Linked DNA regions of Sus scrofa: region 2 is linked to region 1. Evidence: chromatin contacts called from public HiChIP or PLAC-seq data. All regions are on one chromosome and are shown on one strand. The core of a region is the stretch at or near the end of the contact, and the rest is flanking DNA. Distances in the headings are between cores, read along the strand shown. Region 1 has its middle 23 kb from the start of TMEM212. Region 2 overlaps FNDC3B (fibronectin type III domain-containing protein 3B).

Evidence for each region. HiChIP or PLAC-seq counts read pairs in DNA pulled down with a chosen protein or histone mark.
Region 2: an H3K27ac HiChIP or PLAC-seq map of alveolar macrophages shows a contact between it and region 1. The contact joins two enhancer-like sites. A contact is called at or near these places in 1 of 47 Hi-C or Micro-C datasets (embryonic fibroblasts) and 1 of 2 datasets of contacts at active chromatin or transcription factors (alveolar macrophages).

Annotation. Positions count from the first base shown.
Region 1 is chr13:110,434,487-110,440,255 of Sscrofa11.1, reverse strand. No RefSeq gene overlaps it. Among named protein-coding and RNA genes, the nearest start is that of TMEM212, 23 kb to the right of the region's middle. Within about 2 kb of position 3,350, at least 10 of the 83 cell types and tissues checked have an H3K27ac peak or open chromatin away from gene starts, as enhancers often do. A contact at or near this core is called in alveolar macrophages, where this site is marked.
Region 2 is chr13:110,649,881-110,655,649 of Sscrofa11.1, reverse strand. The region is part of intron 1 of FNDC3B (fibronectin type III domain-containing protein 3B); the gene reads right to left. Among named protein-coding and RNA genes, the nearest start is that of FNDC3B, 65 kb to the right of the region's middle. Within about 2 kb of position 3,024, at least 12 of the 83 cell types and tissues checked have an H3K27ac peak or open chromatin away from gene starts, as enhancers often do. A contact at or near this core is called in alveolar macrophages, where this site is marked.

The DNA of each region.
Region 1 (5,769 bases), core at 2,101-4,600:
ATTTATAAACTGATAAATAAATCACTTGAAAAGAAAAATAAGGAGTTCCCGTCAGTGGTTAATGAACCCGACTGCATCCACGAGGACGTGGGTTCAATCCCCGGCCTCACTCAGTGTGTTAAGGATCTGGTGTTGCTGTGAGCTGCGGTGTAGGTTGCAGATGAGACTCAGATCCCGAGTTGCTGTGGCTCTGGCATAGGTCAGTGGCTACAGCTCCAATTGGACTCCTACCCTGGAAACCTCTGTATGCTGCCAATGCGGTCCTAAAATACAAAGAGACAAACAAACAAAAAAAAAAAAAAAAAAAAAGGAAAAATAAAATACATAAGACCTTTCTGTTATTTGGTTATTTTAAGGCAATGCTGCTAGCAGGTGAGTTTTTTCACTGTTTTCTATCAGTCGTATCATTAGAGTATATTAATTACAAACACCATTTTTCACCTACCAATTCTGACAACTTTTTGTACTAAAAATACCTGTTTTAGTACTATGAATTTAAAAGCCATCATAAAGAATCTATGCAATGGGTAAATTCCTTTTTCTATGATGCCAAAGGGCAATGAAGGGTCTTGTTTATGAGAAGTAGATTTACAGAAAAGAAAAACAATTCAGCTCATGCAGAAGCTTCTACAAACAGGAGATGTGAGACGTGTTCAGAACAAAGAAAGGGTCATCTTTAAAAAATACAGGAAGCTTTGATCTTTTTCCCTGCCTAGAGCAAGGTGAAAGGGTTGAGTCTTAAACAAGCCTGATCTGTGTATTTAAGTTAAATGACACTTTCAACATGTATGGGCAAGCAGAAGTATTACTCACATGGTGAAAAATACCGGCTCCAGATCTGGTGACTATACAAATACACCAAATGTAAATTAAATTGCTTTTTATTCTTCATAGTTTGAACTATAAGAAATAATGAGTCCTTAAAAGGGAATGATTAGATAGTATAAGAATGCAAATTTGACAGAGTAATAAAACCCCAGTAACTTTGGACATTTTACATTCTTGCCCATAATTTAAAGCTCCATACCTCTTTCTAGGCTTGTTATGCTTCCTAGGCTTGTAACCACTAATACTTTTGACAGACTTTGGAAACAGTGACTCATTTATGAAGACCCACACATTTGAGAGAACACCCACAGGATAATGAAAGAAAGGTGTGACAACTATGCTTGTTTTGACTCATCCTGGGGAAATGTATAAGCCCTGCAGATATTTGCAGATTTTTCCAGAGATAGCATATTTGTGACTACAAGGTCTACCCAGTTACCATGTGATGATTTATAGATATGATGCTGTATAAACCGTGTCTCTGAGCATCCCCGACATCTATCCACTCAACAGCCATCGAGAGCTTAAATCTATTGACAAGCCTAGCATAATATCTACAAATCTTGCTTCTCCTATAGAACTCCATCCCAGTTCTAGGACTTTTCATTTCTGAAATCCCAAGTGTTTGTTTTTTTTTTTTTTTTTTTTTTGGTAGTAGAAACTTGTCACTATTGCTCACTCTCCTTCATGGACATAAAAGTGACTTAGTATTAATTTTGTTTCAAAATGGACAAAAGAAGCATCAGGAAGCTGTTTTCCTCTGTCCTATCTGCAGTCTTTGTTTGGCAGATTCCACTAACTCCCCCAGGAGGATTCAAGTAGGGATACAAGTGGAAGAAAAATGACAGACGATAATAACACTAGCCCCCCTTGCTTCACTGTTTCTAGAAGGGGCCTGGGAGTGGTAAATTGAGGGAACAGAGACTTGTTCCCAGGCAGTACTCATCAGGCAATCAGCCCTCAGAACCAACGTACGAGGTGGGAACCCAGTTATTGAAACTGAGTCACAGGCCGCAAGTGGAGAAGCAAATGTGATTTAATGTGGAGTCCCTGAGAGTAGGCCTGCACTCTTAAATAATTCTTGCCTTGGAGTTCCCATTGTGGTGCAGTGGAAATGAATCTGACTAGGAACCATGGATTGTGTGTTCCATCCCTAGTCTCACTCAGTGGGTTAAAGATCTGGCATTGCTGTGAGCTGTGGTGTAGACCACAGATGCAGTTTGGATCCTGAGTTGCTGTGGCTGTGGTGTAGGCTGGCAGCTACAACTCGCATTAGATCCCTAGCCTGGGAACCTCCATATACCTCATCCATGGCTCTAAAAAGACAAAAAGAAAAAAAAAAAGACAAAAAAGTAATAATAATTCTTGCCTTGATTCAGGTCTCAAAATTGGTCTTAAGGGGAGTTCTCGTTGTGACTCAGTGGTTAACAAACATGTCTAGCATCCATGAGGATGCAGGTTTGATTCCTGGCCTCACTCAGTGGGTTAAGGATCCAGAGCTGCCGTGAGCCGTGGTGTAGGTCACAGACACGGCTCAGATCTTGCATTGCTATGGCTGTGGCATAGGCCAGCAGCTACAGCTCTGCATGGACCTCTAGCCTGGGAACCTTCACATGCTGTGGGTTCAGCCCTAAAAAGCCCCCCCCCGCCAAAAAAAATGGTCTTAAGGACTGGAGCAGTTCTTTCTATATGTTGAGTCCAGGACGAGGTCTACCACATAGGGAGCAATAGGCCCACTATAGTTACGTAGATTGCATACAGAGCACCTGGCCAGGCTGAAACGTTTCCCCAGACACTTACTAGCCAAGCCAGGTGCCTCTTACCATCTGTGTTGGCTCACTGAAAGCACCTGTCCCTAAATTCCAAAAGGGCCCCTTATGAGCTGGGGTGACCCTGCCAGGAGGCAGATTTGGCCCAGAACTTTACATGTAGGTATATCCTCAAATTCACACTTCTAGAGACGCCCTGAAGACATTATGCCTACAGTTACAGAGACACCCAGGATTTAAAGCAGAAGACTGGTTCATCATTCAGCTTCCAACTGTGTTCCATTCCAAGACCATCTATCACAGGTTGTGAGGCTTTTGTGTGAATCCAGAAAAGACAGATCTAACCCTGCAACAGTAAGCAAGGTTTGGCCATCAGAGAGTGAGCCAGTTTTGAATCCACTCTCTGCCTTTGGCCAATCTGCACAATCACCCCTGGAGGCTCTGCCTATATGTCAGCTTGAAAAATAAATCTGGAAATCCTTTTGTAAGTGGAAACATTATATCTTTGGGTCTAAATTAGTTAATGCTCTACCAACTAAAAAATTCCACAATTTTCGTAATGACATTTCAGCAAATTTTTATTTTAAATACATAAGGATCACTAAATGGAAGTAGCCTGGGTCTCTCTGTCCCTGAACTCTGGGAAGCCCCAGCCAAGGAAGAGGAGGGAGGGTGGCAGGAATTGGAGCAAGGCAGGCCTGACACCTTCCACTGCAAACACTGCAGCTAACTAAGGCTGCTTGTCAGCTCTAATCATTTTTCCTGCAGGAAATGTCATTGCTTCATTGCATTGCAAGAAAATGATGTCATAGCGTGGGGCCCTGATCCATTTCCTGACTTTTAACCTGAATCTTGTACCCTTTTTTGGTACTGCACCCAGAAAAAATGAAACACATTGACTGTAAAGGCCAATGTGTCTCATTTAGGCTTCTAAGACTCCAGGGTGGGGGTAGCTTCTTCATATATATTAATGATTAACATAGAGTTTTGTTTGGGTGTCATATTCTGAATATGGCATGGGCACAGTATTTAGGAAAGTAAATGGAAAGGAAATAGTCTTCAGGATATGTCTGTATTATTTCTTGGCAGAAAACTTTCCTTTTCCTATATGGGATTTAATTAGTGGTGACAATGTTAAAATTTAATTAGGAAACCTTGCTCAGTTTTTGTTTTGTGGTGGTGGTCTTCACTGTTAAACTCTGTGTGAAAATGCGCAATGGTCCTTGATATTTAAGATTTTACATACAGCATTTGTGTCCCTATATCTTAGGACTGGTTACAACCCCAGCCTAAATGACATTATTAAGCTATTTCCTGGAATGTCAAGGGCTGAAATTGCGCTGTCAAGAACGACTCTGTTCTTTCAGGGGTTTCAGAGAACAAGGGCTCAGATTGCATTCTTGCTCTGTTATTATAAGTTTTTCCCTGGCAGGAAACCACTGGGTCCCAGAAAATTTGCATATATCCAATGAGAGTGATCTGCTGTATGGAGGTTTTCAAGATTGCATGACAACACTGTGGAAGAATCTCATATGGGGAAAGGGGATTTTTTTTTTCTTTCCCTAAGCCCCATTTTAAATAGTTTCCTTCCCACAAGCTGATGTGTCCACATTCAAAGAGTCAGAAGTAACTGAGCCTATTTTCCCGCCTTGGCATCTGTCACTAGGCCAGTAATATCAACAGCCCTACAAAACTGGAAACAGGCTGTTTAAAGTAAAGGTGCCTCATTATTTCCAATCTGTAAAGCAGACTTTTGGGGGTTATGTGACAGTGAGTATTTAGTTTTCCCAGGCAAGGGCATAACATCATGTCTACCCATCTCTTTGTCAATGCGAGAGCAAGAAATAACCCACATGTGTCTTGATATCAGATTAACAGGTTATACCTCGGATTCCAGTTAACCCAAAGCACTTAGTATTGATCTATTTCTCTTATACATCTGTTTTGGATCCTCAGAATTGTGTACCGTTTGCTGAGAACCTCTTGCAAAAGTTCAAGCAACTATTGGAGGTTTACTGGTCTAACATTTAGAGTTACAGGGGCTGGAACTCCAACTGTTGATAAAATGCTCTGGAGTGATCTTAAATCCTTTCAGAACAGAATAGGATATAAATAAGAAAGCAAAATATAAGTAAATAAATAGCTACAGTGCCTAGATCTGGCTGGGAATATTCAATTAGTACTAAATTAATTCAGACAGTTCGTTGATAAATTTGAAGTCCCTCCTTGTATAATCATCAGGCCCAGGAATAGATATTTTATTGTTGCATTAAGTGACAGATAAATGTGTGCCGATTGAAGAGCTGAACACTGGGAGGCACCTAAAGGGCTTCCAGACACCAGCAATTGCTGAAGGAGCCATGTGTCCTTCAACATGTCGCTTAGCCTCTCTGAATGTTATGCTTTTCATTTGTAAAATGAAGTTATTTAACACTGTTATGTCTAAGATGTTATGTCTAAAATTTTCTGTACTTTCAAAATAATGGACTTTATGTAGACTCATATTCAAAGGTATCTAATAAATGTGTAGAATGAATCAATATCACTAGACACTAATTTTGAGTGCTTAGGGTGCCTTAGATTTCCCTCTGTGTGCTTACCCATATGTATCATTGAATTCTCTCAGTGAGTCCAAGCATTAGCTGCACCTATCACCTCCATTTGAAATGGAGGCTATTGCCTAAAATGACAGAGGGCCAGGATCTGAATCCAGGTACTTTTCATTCCAAAGTTGCACCCACTTTCTGCTACTCTACACCCGTGCTTCTCAAACTGGGCATCAGGAGCACATGGCCGATGGTTTCCTAAAACTGATGGGAGATGGGGACCCAATCCCAGAGTCTTGGTTCTTACAAGTTCCCAGCTGATGCTGATGCTGCTGATCTTGGAGCAACATTTGAGAACAACCACACTGGGTTCTCAAGGGCTACAGATGTAGGACCAAGACACAGAGGCTATAAGAAGCAGGTCTCTGGCTAAGACAAAAAAAGACATCTTACGTTTAGAGCCACTCAGCAGCTGACTGGGGTTGCTTCTTGGGAATGGCTGAGCTGTCAGGGGCATAACAATCTTGGGACATTTAAACTAAAAGTTGGTCTAAAGTGTCTCTACTCAGGTGCCTTCTAATTAATTAAACTGTCTTAAGTGCAAAGACAAGCTGTAGAGAGGTCAG
Region 2 (5,769 bases), core at 1,775-4,274, 220 kb before region 1:
ATTGAGTGAGGTCAGGGATCGAACCCTCAACCTCATAGTTCCTAGTCAGATTCGTTTCCGCTGAGCCACAATGGGAACTCCAATAAATTTTTTCTTATTCATAATAAAGTTCTCCCAAATTTCCAATTCAAAAGTAGGTAAATTAATCCTTTATTATTCAATATCCCAATGAGGCAAAAAGGGGGCAAATCCTTTCATGATTAGCTCTAATTTGTCCCAGGTGTGACAGAAGTAAACTATTTCTTATCATTATAAACTCCTTTCCTGGAAGTATCAAATGATGCATAAAAGCCACCCAAGACATTATAAACTTTTTTATTTAAATCAGTAAAATTTTACACTATTCATTATAACCCCATTTGGAGAAACTAATTATTTTAAGTGCCAAACAACGAAGTCTTGTCCCAACAAGGGAAGCACATTCTTTAATAACAGGTCTTATAATTCAGTGTTAACAGTACCATCATGCTGTTTTATGAGGCAATTACTCAGTTCCTAAGCAAATAAAGGTACAAAACCCAAAGTCCAATAGTTTATCCTGATGTAGGAAAGAGATTCTTCCACAATAAAATTAACCAAGATAATTTTCACTATCATGACATCAACTGTTGGATTTCAAGTAGTACTACTAATGGAATACTAATGTCCATTTCAATTTTATTTCAAATATACTTGACCCCCTACTAGAGTATGAGGAAAGGATGGCTACTTTTCCTCAGACTGATGATAAGACACAGACTTATTTCCTAAGCATAATGTTTTAATGGTCCTTCAACAATGCAGGTTAGAAAAACAGGGCACTGATTTACATAAGGGATCTGAGGATAAAACTTCCATGGAAAGAAGCACTCCATGCTCACTTCCACCTTTTCCTCACTCCTCCCCAGGGAAGAGTCCCAAGCCACTTGCTGGTGAAGCTCTGTCCTCTCCTCTCGCCTCTGCTCAAGTAGCAAGCACCAAAGCCCTCTCCCACAGGGCCAGTCCTGGTCATCTCGTAGAAAAGCACAAGGATGGAACTTGAACTCTTTTCATCCTGCACGTGCAGGCACTGGTAGGAGGTCATAATTGTGATCTAGCAGAAATTCAGGCACTCCTGGTCACCCATTGCTAATACCCAAGAATGTATCAACACTAACATTATATGTAACACTGATAATTCCAATTGAAGAAAACTTCTGGCTGGTGTCATAGTGAACAGTGGGACTTGCTATCATCAAAACGTAGCAATCCAGCCCCACTAGGCAGTACTCTTAAGCACAGGTATGAAGTCCAAAGTAAGGAGTTAACTTCTAGGTTCTTCCAGTATAGGATAAAAGGATAGACTGCCAGTACCATAGAAGTCTTATAGATGTAGGATGATAATGTGTGGGAGTCCACACAGAGGCTCCCCAAAGACACCAAGTCCACTGGCACAAAGAGATAATTGCATTTGCCTTTGAAAAAACATACAGGCAACTTTGGGTAGTGAAGCTGTTCCATGCAGTAAACAATGCCTGACTCCTCCATTTTTTTCTACTAGACGATGGATTATCCACCTCACAGATTTGCAGTGGTTACTGCAGATCACTGAGAGGGGAGCAAGGGAGAGGAAGACAGGTGAAACTGTGCGTTAAAGTCAACTGTATGTACAATCACTCCTTAGACAGCAAACAGTGGGAACTTACACACTCCTAGTACATAACTCAACCACCCAACAACTACATCTTTAATTATGAAGAAAAATGGAAGAATAAATAAACTGTGCCAAAGCATCTCACTTTTCATAACCAAAGTTGCTAATTCTCTTTTCCTTAGGCCACCAGCTTGTTAAAAATCCAAGGCCTGTTTTCTAATCCCTAAGAGTTTCACCAAAGGAAAGTCAGATATTATCCTACCTAGAATACAAGGTAAGAGATTGATCTAGAGGTGGTGGTTCACAAAGCCAACAATGTTTAAATACCCCTTTCTCCACTCCATGCACATATATAGGATATGTTCACTTATTTACCTGGAATTCAAGGAACAAAGAAAAAGCAATAAATTTTCTTTAGAAACGATAATGCCCAGCTATTTAACAAGGCAACTGCCTGCCAACCAGTCCTTAAATTATCATAGAGCAGAAACAATTTTGTGCCGTGGACTGTAGAAAAGACAAGGGAAAAGGCAGGAAAAAGAATGAAAACCATTGATGCAAAACATGAACCTCAGGGTACAAAGTAGTATGTACTATGGTTATTCCGATATTTTTGGTTATTCCCTAGTGATGGGGGTGGGAGGAGAGAGGTAATGACTTTTCCCAATACAAACAGAGAGACAAATGTTCAGGTTATACATTGGGAAGACCACTTGGCCCTAAACATTGACAGTTAAAGAGGGTTAAGTCAGGCTAAGAGACTTAGGAGGGCTTGCCAGTCTTCAATCATTTAACAGTGACAGCTCCCCCAAAAGTGAGTCTTGGGTTTTGGTGGGTAAGTCAACTTAAACAAGTGTGCCTCAGCCCCACTGCTCTGAGGGGAGACCTGGAGAATGTGATGTGCTTAAGAAAGCCGACAGGACTTTTTTAAATGAAGCAATGAATGTGGAAGGCTTACTATCCAAACAGTTAACTTTAAGGCCCAAACTGGATGGAATGACACATGCTCTTATTTCACTACAGAGCAGACTGACCAGAACGTTGTAATAACTGTGGATGGAATGACACATGTTCTTATTTTACTACAGAGCAGACTGACCAGAACTTTGTTTCTTCTTAGGGATACAGGGTCACTGTTTACAATCTGTGTTCAGTCACAAGACAAGGTGCTGTACTAGGGAGTTAGTAAAGCATTTTGACTTTATAAACCTAGAGAAATCACCCCTACTTTGAGGTCTCATGTTTAAATTCTATGTTTGTTTCATTTTATTTTTTTCTCTCTTCCTCATTAGGCTGAACCACAAACCACACCCCCTTAAATCTGAGAATTTGCTGCCTGACATCTTCCTTTGGCTGGGAGCAAGGCTGTTGGTTATATACACACAGTGGAGCAGTCTCTGGGGGTCTGAGAAGCTCCCCTCTGTGCCTTGCGCCATCTTCCTTTACCACTTACTGACTATCTGAGGGAAGCTCTGAGGAAAGCTGAGTGAGCCAGATGTGTGATCTCTGCATAACTGAGCTGTAACTGTTTTTCATGTCAGTCAGAAAGCCTCATGAGAAATCACCCCAACAAAACCCTCATTATCCCGGTCTGGGTTCCTTCTCCCCAAGACAGATGTGTATCTGAGCTGGCCAAAGCTACCACAGAGCTCAAGTACATTTTATCCAAGGAGGAACATCTACACTGTCCTCCTACACAGCAGAGTTCTTGCAATGAACCCATTCTTGAGACCACTACCCTTTACAAATAAAGAATGTACTGCAAAACTCATCAGAACAAACCAATAAAAACAGGTGATCTCTACTACAATGCAATTTTTTAATCCTCTGAACTTTTTTTTCCACATTGAGCACCAAGGTTTCACTCCTATTCTCTTTATTCTTACCCATACTTCCATTTCAAAGAATTTGGTGACAACCACAGGCCCCCACAACCCCTCCCCCTAACCACACATCCTAACACTAAAACCACAAGTGCTTCATGCCCAGCCAGTTCTATTCTTTTGATTGACAGGGAAGGGATGCCATGTGAGCACTTGTGGTTAACTTGCCTCTCTCCTGGGAGCAAGTGTTTGTTACCTTCCTTACCTGCTAGGCCCAGCTTTACCAAAAAATTTCTATGCTAATGCAGGGGTGGGGGCTGGGCACTTGGAAAAATAGATCCTCACCGTTAGTAAGACATTTAATTCTGTCCAAATACACCCCCATAGCTTTTAAAGAACAACTTATTTTAAAAGAATATTACAAAGGGTCTTCAGTTTTTATATCACTCTAGGCAACTGGGTTATTACTTTTTCCTTTTATTTTGCTTCCCCCACTCCAAGTCTAAAAAGGTTTTCCATGGTATTTTGGCCCCAGCCTATACTAAGAAACATACAGCCAATTTCATAAAATATCTGATTCTCAGGAGAGAACCACAGATCCATTTCCAAAGGCCAGAGAAAGCAATTATACACTAGGAAGAATTTCTAACTTGAAAAAACCAAACTCCTAATCACTGCTGGGAGAGTTTTAAGTCTGTGGACCTGGCCTTCAAATTAGTAACAAAATGTCCTGGTCCTCACTCCATGGGCCGATGACCCAAATTTCCTTACATTAATTCAAGATGTGAGTTAGCAGTACAGTACACAAATTAGTTTCAGATGACAAGAGAAAAAGAGAAAAAGAAATGTAACGGCACCGGCACCAAAAGGAACAAAGCATAACCATCAGCACCAAATGAGGAGATTAACTCCTTGAGTTAGATCTACGCCGGCAATGAGGCTCCCTGTTACATACACCCTGATGTGGCTTCTGACCTATTCCAAACTATCCCAGGGAAGTGTATAAAAATTAATGCAGTCTGAGATCCAATAAGAATTACAATTCATTTAATAAAAAAAAAAAAAAAAAAAGGAACTTGTAAGTTTTAACTTTTTGCTTCCATTCTGCAATTCAAATGAAATTTTGGGAAGATAAATGGGTATCTTTTTTTCTTTTTTTTTTGTGTGTGTGTCTTTTTGCCTTTTCTAGGGCCGCTCCCACAGCATATGGAGGTTCCCAGGCTAGGGGTCCAATCAGAGCCGTAGCCACGGGCCTACGCCAGACCACAGCAACCCCAGATCTGAGCCGCGTCTGCAACCTACACCATAGCTCACGGCAACGCCACATCCTTAACCCACTGAGCAAGGCCAGGGATGGAACCCACAACATCATGGTTCCTAGTCAGATTCGTTAACCACTACGCCACGACAGGAACTCCAGGTTTCTTGATCAATGGGAAATGGATGGAAACCTATCAGTCAAAACCTATAAAGCAATTAGGTAAATAAATAAATAAATAATAACCTTCAGAATTTGTGTATCACTAAAGTTAACTGTGATTCCATAAAGCTTGTATCTTTTCCAATAAAATATACATGAACCAATCACCTTCACATAAGCCAAACAGCATGTAAGCATTCTCCTTGCTACACGCTTGTTCCGCAGTCTGAGAAAAATATTCTCATGAGCATATTAGTTAAATCATAGCTTGACTCATACTTCAATAAAAGTTCCTTCTCTATTAAAAATACTATGACTTCTAATAGTCAGAATCTATTGTGGAAAAGATTTCAGAAAATTGTCACAAACATACCAGAGAAATGTTCTAGGCTTTTTTTTTTAAATAATAATAAGGAAAAGAAACTTTTTTCCTATTCAATACACTGAGAAAAACCCCATCAGTAATCCAAATAACAATACAATAAACTTATTGAATCACGGAATTCCCCCACTGTGGCGCACGGATCGACGGTGTCTCTGCAGCGGCAGGGACATGGGTTCCATCCCCAGCCTGGCACAGTGGGTCAAAGATCCTGCGTTGCTGCAACTGTAGGTTGCAGCTCCAGCTAGGATTCAAACCCTGACCTGGGAACTCCATATTCTGCAGGGTGGCCAAAATTATAAAAATATAAAAATAAAAAAAGGAAAATTCTTTACAAAAAAAAAAAGGAAGTTCCTATTGTGGCTCAGCAGTAACAAGCCTGACTAGTATCCATGAGGATGCGGGTTCGATCCCTGGCCTCACTCAGTGGCCTAAGAATCCGGCATTGCCATGAGCTGCAATGTGCGTCTCTGACGTGGCTCGGATCCCGAGTTGCTGTTGCTGTGGCATAGCTGGCAGCTGCAGCTCGGAT